Regions from separate parts of the Ovis aries genome. Here regions 1 and 2 are each linked to region 3. A link is a contact called in public Hi-C data. All regions are on one chromosome and are shown on one strand. Each heading gives the region's core, a stretch centred on a gene start, on an enhancer-like site or on the middle of the called end of the contact. The rest is flanking DNA. Distances are from core to core; before and after follow the strand shown.

Region 1 (2,700 bases), core at 192-2,691, 310 kb after region 3:
CTAACCAACTGCCCCCAAACTCTTTCCACATATGATGTTATTTATAATGTTTGCATGGCATTTCATTACATGGATTTCCCAACATTTATTTAACCATTCCACTGTTGTTGGACCTATATGGTGTTATGGTATATACCTATATGGTATATACTTCAGTTGCAGTAATTTTATAACAATCTTCCTTTGCTAATATTTTCCTTTTTATATTACTTCCATAGGCTAGAATCTTAGATATTGAACTGCTTGGCTAAGACACAAAGCAATTTAAGATTGCTGATACATATCTTAAGGTTAATCTGTTCAAGCATTTGTGCAAAGATACAGTTCTACTTGAGGTTTTAAATTTAGTAGTGTAAAAAGGACACAACAGACCCAAAATGGAATTACTTATGCTAAACTCCATGCCAGTAAACCAAGACTTAATATTTAACTTAATTGCAATTTCAACACCCCAGGAATGTAACCTTTAACCAGTCAACCTAGAATTACCTGGTTAGCAGTAGTGAAGTAATCTGCGTATAGGCACCTCCATCCCCCTTAGGAGGGCAACTTTGCCTGAAACAGTACTTTTTTTGTTAATAATTTTCTTTTTTCTGCCCGGTTTCTACTTTAAAAACCTTTCCTTTTCTATAGCTTGGTGGAACCAATTTGACCTTTAAATTTACTCAGTTAAATTTTTCTTGTTTAATTTTTGCCTGACTGTGTTATGGCTTCCCAGGTGGTGTTAGTGGTAAAGAACCCACCAGCTAATGCAGCAGATGTAAGGGATCTGGGTTCGATCCCTGGGTTAGGAAGGTCCCCTGGAGAAGGGCATGGCAACCCACTCCAGTATTCTTGCCTAGAGATTTCCATGGACAAGAGGAACTTGGCAGGCCCCAGTCCATAGGGTCACAAAAAGTAGGACATGGCTGAAGTGACTTAGCACACTCACACACACGCCATATAGGTGCTGTTAAGCCTCTGATAAACATAACTCCATGAAAGACCATTCCTTTAAAAAGAAAAACTTACTCTCAGTAAAAGAACTTTAATAAGCTTGACTAAATATTTAGAAAGCATATTGTGTTGAGTGAAACTTTGTGTATAATAAATAATGAGAGTAATAGAAGATCATTTTGCATGACTGGCCTATTATTGTCTCAAGGAACACATGCAAAGAAAACAAATTCTTTGGATTACTTCCTCAAATAAGCCAACACAATGGAAAGTGGAAAAAAAAAGTCCCGTAAACCTTGTGAAAAGGGAACCAGAAAGCTTAACATGTAAACTTGGAGAAATGACAACATTAGAAAACAAAACTACAAAAGAGAATACTTTCCAGAATAAGATGCACAAAACAAATAATCACTAGAGACGGAGCTTTATCCAGTCTGCACAGAGATAAGTGGAATATTTGACCTTCACCATGATTAACAAGGCTTTCTTTGAAATTGTGTTGGTTCTGTTGGCTTCTTCCACTGTTTGCTCCCAAGAGCTGAAACTGGTTCTTTGCCAGCAAAGGAGAGTGAACCAAGAGAGTTTAAAACTTTTGAATAAACTGCAGACCTCGTCAATTCAGCAGTGTCTACTGCACAGGAAAAACTTCCTGCTTCCCCAGAAGTCTGTGAATCCTCACCAGTATCAGAAAGGACAAGTACTGGCCATCCTTCATGAGATGCTTCAACAGATCTTCAACCTCTTCAGGGCAACCTCTTCTCTTGATGGTTGGGAGGAAAGTCACACAGAAAAGTTCCTTGTTGAACTTCTTCAACAGCTGGAATACCTAGAAGCACTCATGAGACTGCAAGCAAAGAAGAAAAGTGACACCTTGGGCAGTGAGAACCTTAGATTACAGGTTAAAATGTATTTCCAAAGGATCCATGATTACCTGGAAAGCCAGGACTATAGCAGCTGTGCCTGGACCATTGTCAAAGTAGAAATCAACCGGTGTCTGTTCTTGGTGTTCCGACTCACAAGAAAGCTGAGTGAACAGGGCATGGAAACTTGAACCATTTGAAGGAAGAGCCAACTGCAGGCTTTAAAAGCATAGCACGGAGGAGGAGTAGGATTTCTCCAGGCACTATTATTTCTTTTTGTTTTAAAGTAGTACTATTCTTTGTTTTTTGTTTTTTGTTTTTTGTGTGTGTGTGTGTGTGTGTATGTATATATATATATGTATGTGTGTATGTATATATATATACATATATGTATCTTTGCTTTAAAGATGATGCGCATTGACTACAGTTGTTTTTATTCTGTAATGTCACTTTGTATTTTCTGTCCATCTGAAATTTTTATGAGTTGAAGCGATTCATTAATATTTCATAATTGTTCTTCAGATTGGTATATTTTCATAAAAACTGGCCAAGTAGATATAATGAACTTTATCTTCACTGTCATACTTTGCTTATCATTGAATATTCATCCCAGTGATTTCTTTTTCTTAAATTAACTTGTATTGGAGTATAATTGCTTTAAAATGTTGTGTTAGCTTCTGCTGTACAGCAAAGTGAATCAACTATATGTATACATATATTCCCTCTTAGATTTCCTTCCCATTTAGGTCACCACAGAGCATTGAGTAGAGTTCCCTGTGCTATAGAGTAGGTTCTTATTAGTTATGTATTTTATACCTGAAAGTGAAAGTGTTAGTTGTTCAGTCATGTCCGACTCTTTTGCAACCCCATGGACTGTAGCCCACCAGGCTCCTCTGTCCATGGA
Region 2 (2,952 bases), core at 156-2,655, 350 kb before region 3:
AAACTTCTCCATGTAGATTAAAAAAAAAGAAACAATTTCACTTGCTATAAATAAAATGTAACTGTACAAAGAAGTGCTTGGAGTAAGTAGTTATTCAAGTCTAGGGAAATGTGGTTGCCTGCTCTGAGATTTCAAATCTCACTAATGTCAAAATGAAATTTCCTATTTGATGTAATCAGAAAAGTGAGAGGAAATTAAAAAGAAGGCCTTACTCATTATGTGTTTCAATGCTGTGTAATACACTACTTATGTTCCATCTAAACCATTTTAAGGATCAAATAGTGGTCTCATAATCAAATGGGTAACTGTGATTGAGTATGTGTGTCAGATATCATCACTTCCTTTCCTGGTACCTGTCCTACAGACAACTAATGCTGTGGACCATAGGCTCACTGCAACTTCTGAAAATAATATTTTCCCCAGATATAAATAATATTTCTGAGACTGGGGAGTCCTATTGCAGCATCTGGCACACCATAAATATCAAACCAACTTGTATTTCCTTCCTTCTTCCATTAATAATCAGTTTCTTTTCCTGATTAAAAAAAAATGTGTTTCTGCTATATTTAAAATGGATAACCAACAAAGACCTACTTTACAGCTCATGGAACTCTGCTCAGTGTTATGTGGCAGCCTGAATGGGAGGGAAATTTAGGGGAGAATGGATACATGTTTATGTATAGCTGAGTCCCTTTGCTATTTACCTGAAACTATCACAACATTGTTAGTCAGCTATACTCCAACACCCAACAAACAGTTTAAAAAAATAAAATACATTTATCAAATTTTAAAAAAAGAACAAAAAAATGTGTTTAATGACTAAAATTTCTCCTTGGGCTCCCTTGTAACTACAAGGAGAAAAAGTAATTCCTTCCCACTTTTTTTTTTTTTGCTGTTGTAATTATTTAATCATAATCCACAACTATAATATTGGTGATATTATCATCCAACAGACTAGAGATTCAGCTTGCTCTCTGTTTTCACATGGCTACAATTCTATCCAACTTAGAGCATTACTTTAGCATTAGGAAGCAGAGACTCCCCAGGACAAAAGAAGAGTCATTTAACCAGTTGTTTACTCTCTGCGTATTACTCCCAATTAAATGTGAGATCAGGGCTTCTACACGCTCTAGGTTAAGCTGTGAATATGCACAGGCTAAAGAATACGATTTATGTTATAGTCCCAGAGATGTGGCTATGAGCTGAATCTTCATAACAAAACAAAGTCCTTCCACAAGAATTTCTTACCTAACACTGAACTTTTATCACATAATTTTTTTTTTCCAACTAGCTTTTTCAAATAAATGCTAACCATACAGTGTCTCTTCTCTCCCTTCAGGATACACAAACCACAGAATTCCGATGACTCACCCCAAAATAGCTTATGAATATGCCAGGGGCGGAAGGGCATGCTGTTTAGTTCTTTAAAACTTCCTGCCAAACTGAAGAAACTGAACATACACAGATATTTGGGGACTAACTATGAGTAATAATGAGAATTTAATCCCTTTTAGTCTTCTGGGTTAGCAACAGCTTGCCTAACATGTCCGGCAACATCCTGCTTGCTACATGTGACTTCTCAAAAAACAATAATATAATATTAATAGCACAGTGTTTCATTGTTAAGACTGCTGTTATCTATGTCAGTGGTTCCCAAACATTTGCAACCATTTGTAGATGATGGTCATATCTTGGAAGAACTGTCACTAACTGCTTTATAGAACAAACATGTTATCAGTTTCACTTTGAAATTTAAAACAAATAAAAGATTCAATGTATAGAATTTTAAGTCTGCATAAGCCCTTAAAATGGGTTTGAATCTCAGATAGGCCACCTGTAGCAGTTACTTGAACCCTCCAAATTCTAATTTCCCTATATGTAAAGTGAGGATGGTAATGTTATTGTTAGATGTGTATGTAAACAAAGAGTACTGCTAAGTGAATAAGTTAGCTAGTGCTAATAAGGAATCTGAAGACCACAACTATTAACTGACCTAAGAAGGGTCACACACTCATCAGTCAAGTGCCAAAACAGAGCATATTACAAAGCTGTGGTTAAACACAAGTCTCTGGAGCCAGTCAGCCCAAGTTCAAACCCCAGTTTCCTATCTGCTAGCTGCATCACCTTGAGCAGATCACTTTTCTGTGCTTCAGTATTCTTCTCTATAATATTAAGATAATAATAGTTCTTTTATCACTGGGTTGTAGTGACAGCTTAAAAAGAATACATGTAGCAGTGCCTGGTACATAATAATTAATCAACAAATACTACCACCCCCAAATTGGAAAGTTCTGGTTCTTCCAAAAAAAATTTTTAAGTAAAATCAATGTCAACAATGACAGACATTTTTTTAACAGTGACAGTTGTTAAAAACTTGATCCAGAAAAGCAACCCAAACTTTAAACACACACACACACACACACACACACTTACTTAAGATAGTTTATAAAGTGATCAGAATATTTGCAGATGTCTTTACAGGTCAAGGTACTTGTGCTCTGCAGCCGTGTAGATGTGTCATCTTTCCTTTTTCCTGTAGAGGAAGGATACAACGCAAACAAAAATACTACACACAACAACCCCGATTACTAAAGAGTCACCTTGATTAGAGTTTGAAAAGAATGCCATCATCCAGCTGCCCTTGACATTCATGGAAGAAGCTTAGTGCAATGGGAGAAGCATCAGACTCCCCTTTTCAGTCCAGGCTCTGCCACTTGACTAGCTATAGTAAGTTGCTCAGACTCTGAGGTGCCATCTGTAAAATGGGGACAGTAAACAGAGACCACCTTATTATAAATACAATAAATTCTCTTGATGCAAATTAGCACTAACCGCCCCCCTATACACACACACAGAATAACTGCTAACGACATATTTGTTTAAATAATAAATAAGATACAAATTAAAGATTTTAGGATTTATTGTGTCCAGTCCCTAACTGACACCACTATA
Region 3 (2,710 bases), core at 21-2,520:
TTCTCCAGGGGAACTGAAAACTGATTCCACAAAACGTGGAATCATGGACCTTCCTATCTCATCAGCCAAGAATGTCTAAAGCCAGACAAGTTAACTGACCTCTTAGCTGGTTAGGCCTGAAAGCGATGTTAACTTTGATCATTAATTTACTTCTGTGGACTGTAATTCTACATTCCCCGCCCCCCCCCCCCCCCCCCAAGCCAGGACCAACAGGAAAAACTGTTTAAAAGCCCCTGGGAAACTCGTTGCAAACCTTGGAACTACTGGTCAAAGCTTCCACAGTACAATGATCCCTTATACGGAGACCCCTGAAGACCGAGGGCAAGGAAACTGATCTCCACCTTCCAAGGTTGCCCACAAAGCAGTTTGGGCTGCCCTGGTGGCTCAATGGTGTAAGAATTCGCTGCCAAGGGGGAGTCGGGGTTCAATCCCTGGGTCGGGAAGATCCTATGGAGAAGGAAATGGCAACCCACTCCAGTATTCTTGCCTGGGAAATCCCAAGGATAGAGGAGCCTGGTGGGCTATGGTGGTCCATGCGGTCCCAAAGAGTCCCACACGACTTAGCGACTAAACAACAGCAAAGCAGGTTAAAGCCAGAGGCCTCCAAACAGGGAGCGGCCCAGTACTCCTATACTCCATTTCGGTGTTGTAAAAACTCTCAAGAGTTCCCAAAGCAGAGAAGGCCTACGTTTAGAACACAAACAAAAAGCCGGAAGCTTGCAAAAGAGCAAGCATGCAGTTTTCCCACGTGGGCCGCGGGCGGAGGGCCAAGTCGGAGCGGAAGCGTTTAAGTCGGGCAGGGCTCAGGGCTCGAGGAGACCTTCAGGGGTTGTAGGTGCCCACCCCGCGGCACACCCAGCCCCAGCCTGACCCATCTGCTCGGAAAGGTACTTGCAGTACCGATTCGCGGCCCCTCTCCGAAGGGCGTGCCTTCGCCCTGCGTGAGCAGCTGAGACCTAAGGCAAGGCAATGGCAAACTCTGCAGTGGTTTCCTGTCCCTCGCTCGCCGCCCCGGGCTAAGCCGCAGACCCTCCCCGCCGCGGCGGGGGCGCCCCCGCTAGGCGCACGGCCCAGAGGCGCTGTCCGCCCGGAAGAGAGAGACAGCGTACAGGTCAGGCAGGATCGCAGCAGCCAGGACGTCTAATCTCACCTTCACGGCAGCCGGAGTGGCACCTGAGGACATGTCTGGCGAGGAAGGAGCGGCGGCCACGCTCGGGATGGAGGCGGGGAACAGAGCAGCTGCGCGGGTGCAGGCGCGCGGCGCGGGACTGAGCAGGGAGGTCCTGGGGTCGGCGGTGGCTCCGCCTCTTCCTCCCGGGGACAGCTGGATTGGCTGCTGGCGTGGGCTCTCCCCCGCCTCCCCTCTCAATTCCAGACGCCCGCCTCCCGCCTCTTCTGCAGACCTTTTCGGTTCTCGGTTGATTTCCCTGCCTCGCCTCCCCCCCAGTTGTAGCTAACGGGTTCATGATAGTGATAATAATAGGGACCGTTGATTGACAGCTTATGCTGTTCCAGACTTTGTGCTTTGCACTCTCATCGGCTCTGTTAACTTTCGCAAGAACACGACAAGGAAGAGCAGCGCTTCTGGCGCCGTCTCGTATCCGCGGCAAGCTCGGCCTCATCTGTAGAGTCGGGCCCATCTTGTTCCAGAAGTTCTCGGGGGCGGGGGAGGGAGAATCGTGGCGACGAGGGGACAGGCTCTTCGCTGAGGCTGCCTCCAGCTGCGAATGTGGGGCGGGGTGCCGTTGACTCGTCTCATCCCCGGTACTCAACCGGGGGTTTGCTCCTTTCTGTTAAGTCGTTGGAGACAGAACAGAGTGGGGTTGGCTGGCCCAAGACTCTGGGATGACAGAAAGAAACAGGGTAACGTGCTGCTGGATAATGATAAACTTTCTGACCTACAAACTCTGGCTATGGGGCAGGTTTTCCACGGGATAAACCATACCCTAACTTCCAGCCTGGGTCCACAATGCCAAGGCCGACTTCAACCCAAACCAACCCGATCAAAGTCCAATTCAACTAGATTCAGAATCCGGATTTCTGTCATCACTCAACCACTAGTTGGGTACCCCCCACCTCCACCCGCCCTTTCACGTTGCACCAGCCCTTCATTGGGATAATCCAATTTAAACTCTTTGGATGAGTTGAATTCTCTTCAACAAAATGCTGGGTGACAGTGATATTCTGATAGGCAGAAATGTTGCGAAGATTTTACTCTGGGGGTGGGAGAATGGCTGTGGAGGGGTGAACTTCCTTTTTTCCCTACAGCAGTAAAACTGAAACCCCACACAAGTATAACTTCATTCAGACATCACTGGGTGCTTCCCATATCCTGTTTACTTAAAACAGTAAAAATTTTCACTCATTATTTGCTCAAGATGTAACTTTTCTTGCAATGTAAAGTTTTCTTCTGTTTCTTTTAAATTATAAAATGAAATGGCAAAGTGGAAGACTGGAGTGCTCCTTTGAAAGGGCAGGGGGCTGCAAGTTGCTCCTGAATGTGGTTTCCTAGGAGCTTGTCTGCTCAGAGGGGAACCACTGCAGGGACACAGAGACCTTGGGTTACATGGTGCTTCACAGTTAGGGAATCTTGACAAACTTAGGTGCTTTGATGTAAGATAACTACCACCAGAGTTTGAACCCTTATCAATAAGAAACAATAAAACACAGTCACAGCCCTTAGGTAAGAGGTCTGCAAACCTTGCCTACA

What was found. A called contact is a pair of places that touch in the nucleus more often than the background predicts.
Region 1: a Hi-C map of liver shows a contact between it and region 3, with 3 times the contacts expected there. The contact joins the enhancer-like site here to the promoter of MTAP in region 3. A contact is called at or near these places in 7 of 16 Hi-C or Micro-C datasets (blood, hypothalamus, liver and 3 more).
Region 2: a contact with region 3 is called in a Hi-C map of skin fibroblasts, with 2.6 times the contacts expected there. The contact joins the enhancer-like site here to the promoter of MTAP in region 3. A contact is called at or near these places in 2 of 16 Hi-C or Micro-C datasets (omental adipose tissue and skin fibroblasts).

What each region holds. Positions count from the first base shown.
Region 1 is chr2:90,316,807-90,319,506 of ARS-UI_Ramb_v3.0, reverse strand. IFNE (interferon epsilon) reads left to right here. Exons shown (of 2, transcript XM_060411002.1): 1 at 1-2,700. The coding sequence starts at 1,406. The coding sequence ends at 1,987. Among named protein-coding and RNA genes, the nearest start is that of IFNE, 31 kb to the left of the region's middle. Within about 2 kb of position 1,441, at least 2 of the 54 cell types and tissues checked have an H3K27ac peak or open chromatin away from gene starts, as enhancers often do. A contact at or near this core is called in liver, where this site is marked.
Region 2 is chr2:90,974,989-90,977,940 of ARS-UI_Ramb_v3.0, reverse strand. No RefSeq gene overlaps it. Among named protein-coding and RNA genes, the nearest start is that of TRNAW-CCA, 91 kb to the right of the region's middle. Within about 2 kb of position 1,405, at least 7 of the 54 cell types and tissues checked have an H3K27ac peak or open chromatin away from gene starts, as enhancers often do.
Region 3 is chr2:90,629,274-90,631,983 of ARS-UI_Ramb_v3.0, reverse strand. It overlaps MTAP (methylthioadenosine phosphorylase), which reads right to left and starts at 1,270. Exons shown (of 7, transcript XM_060411004.1): 1 at 1,151-1,270. The coding sequence starts at 1,183.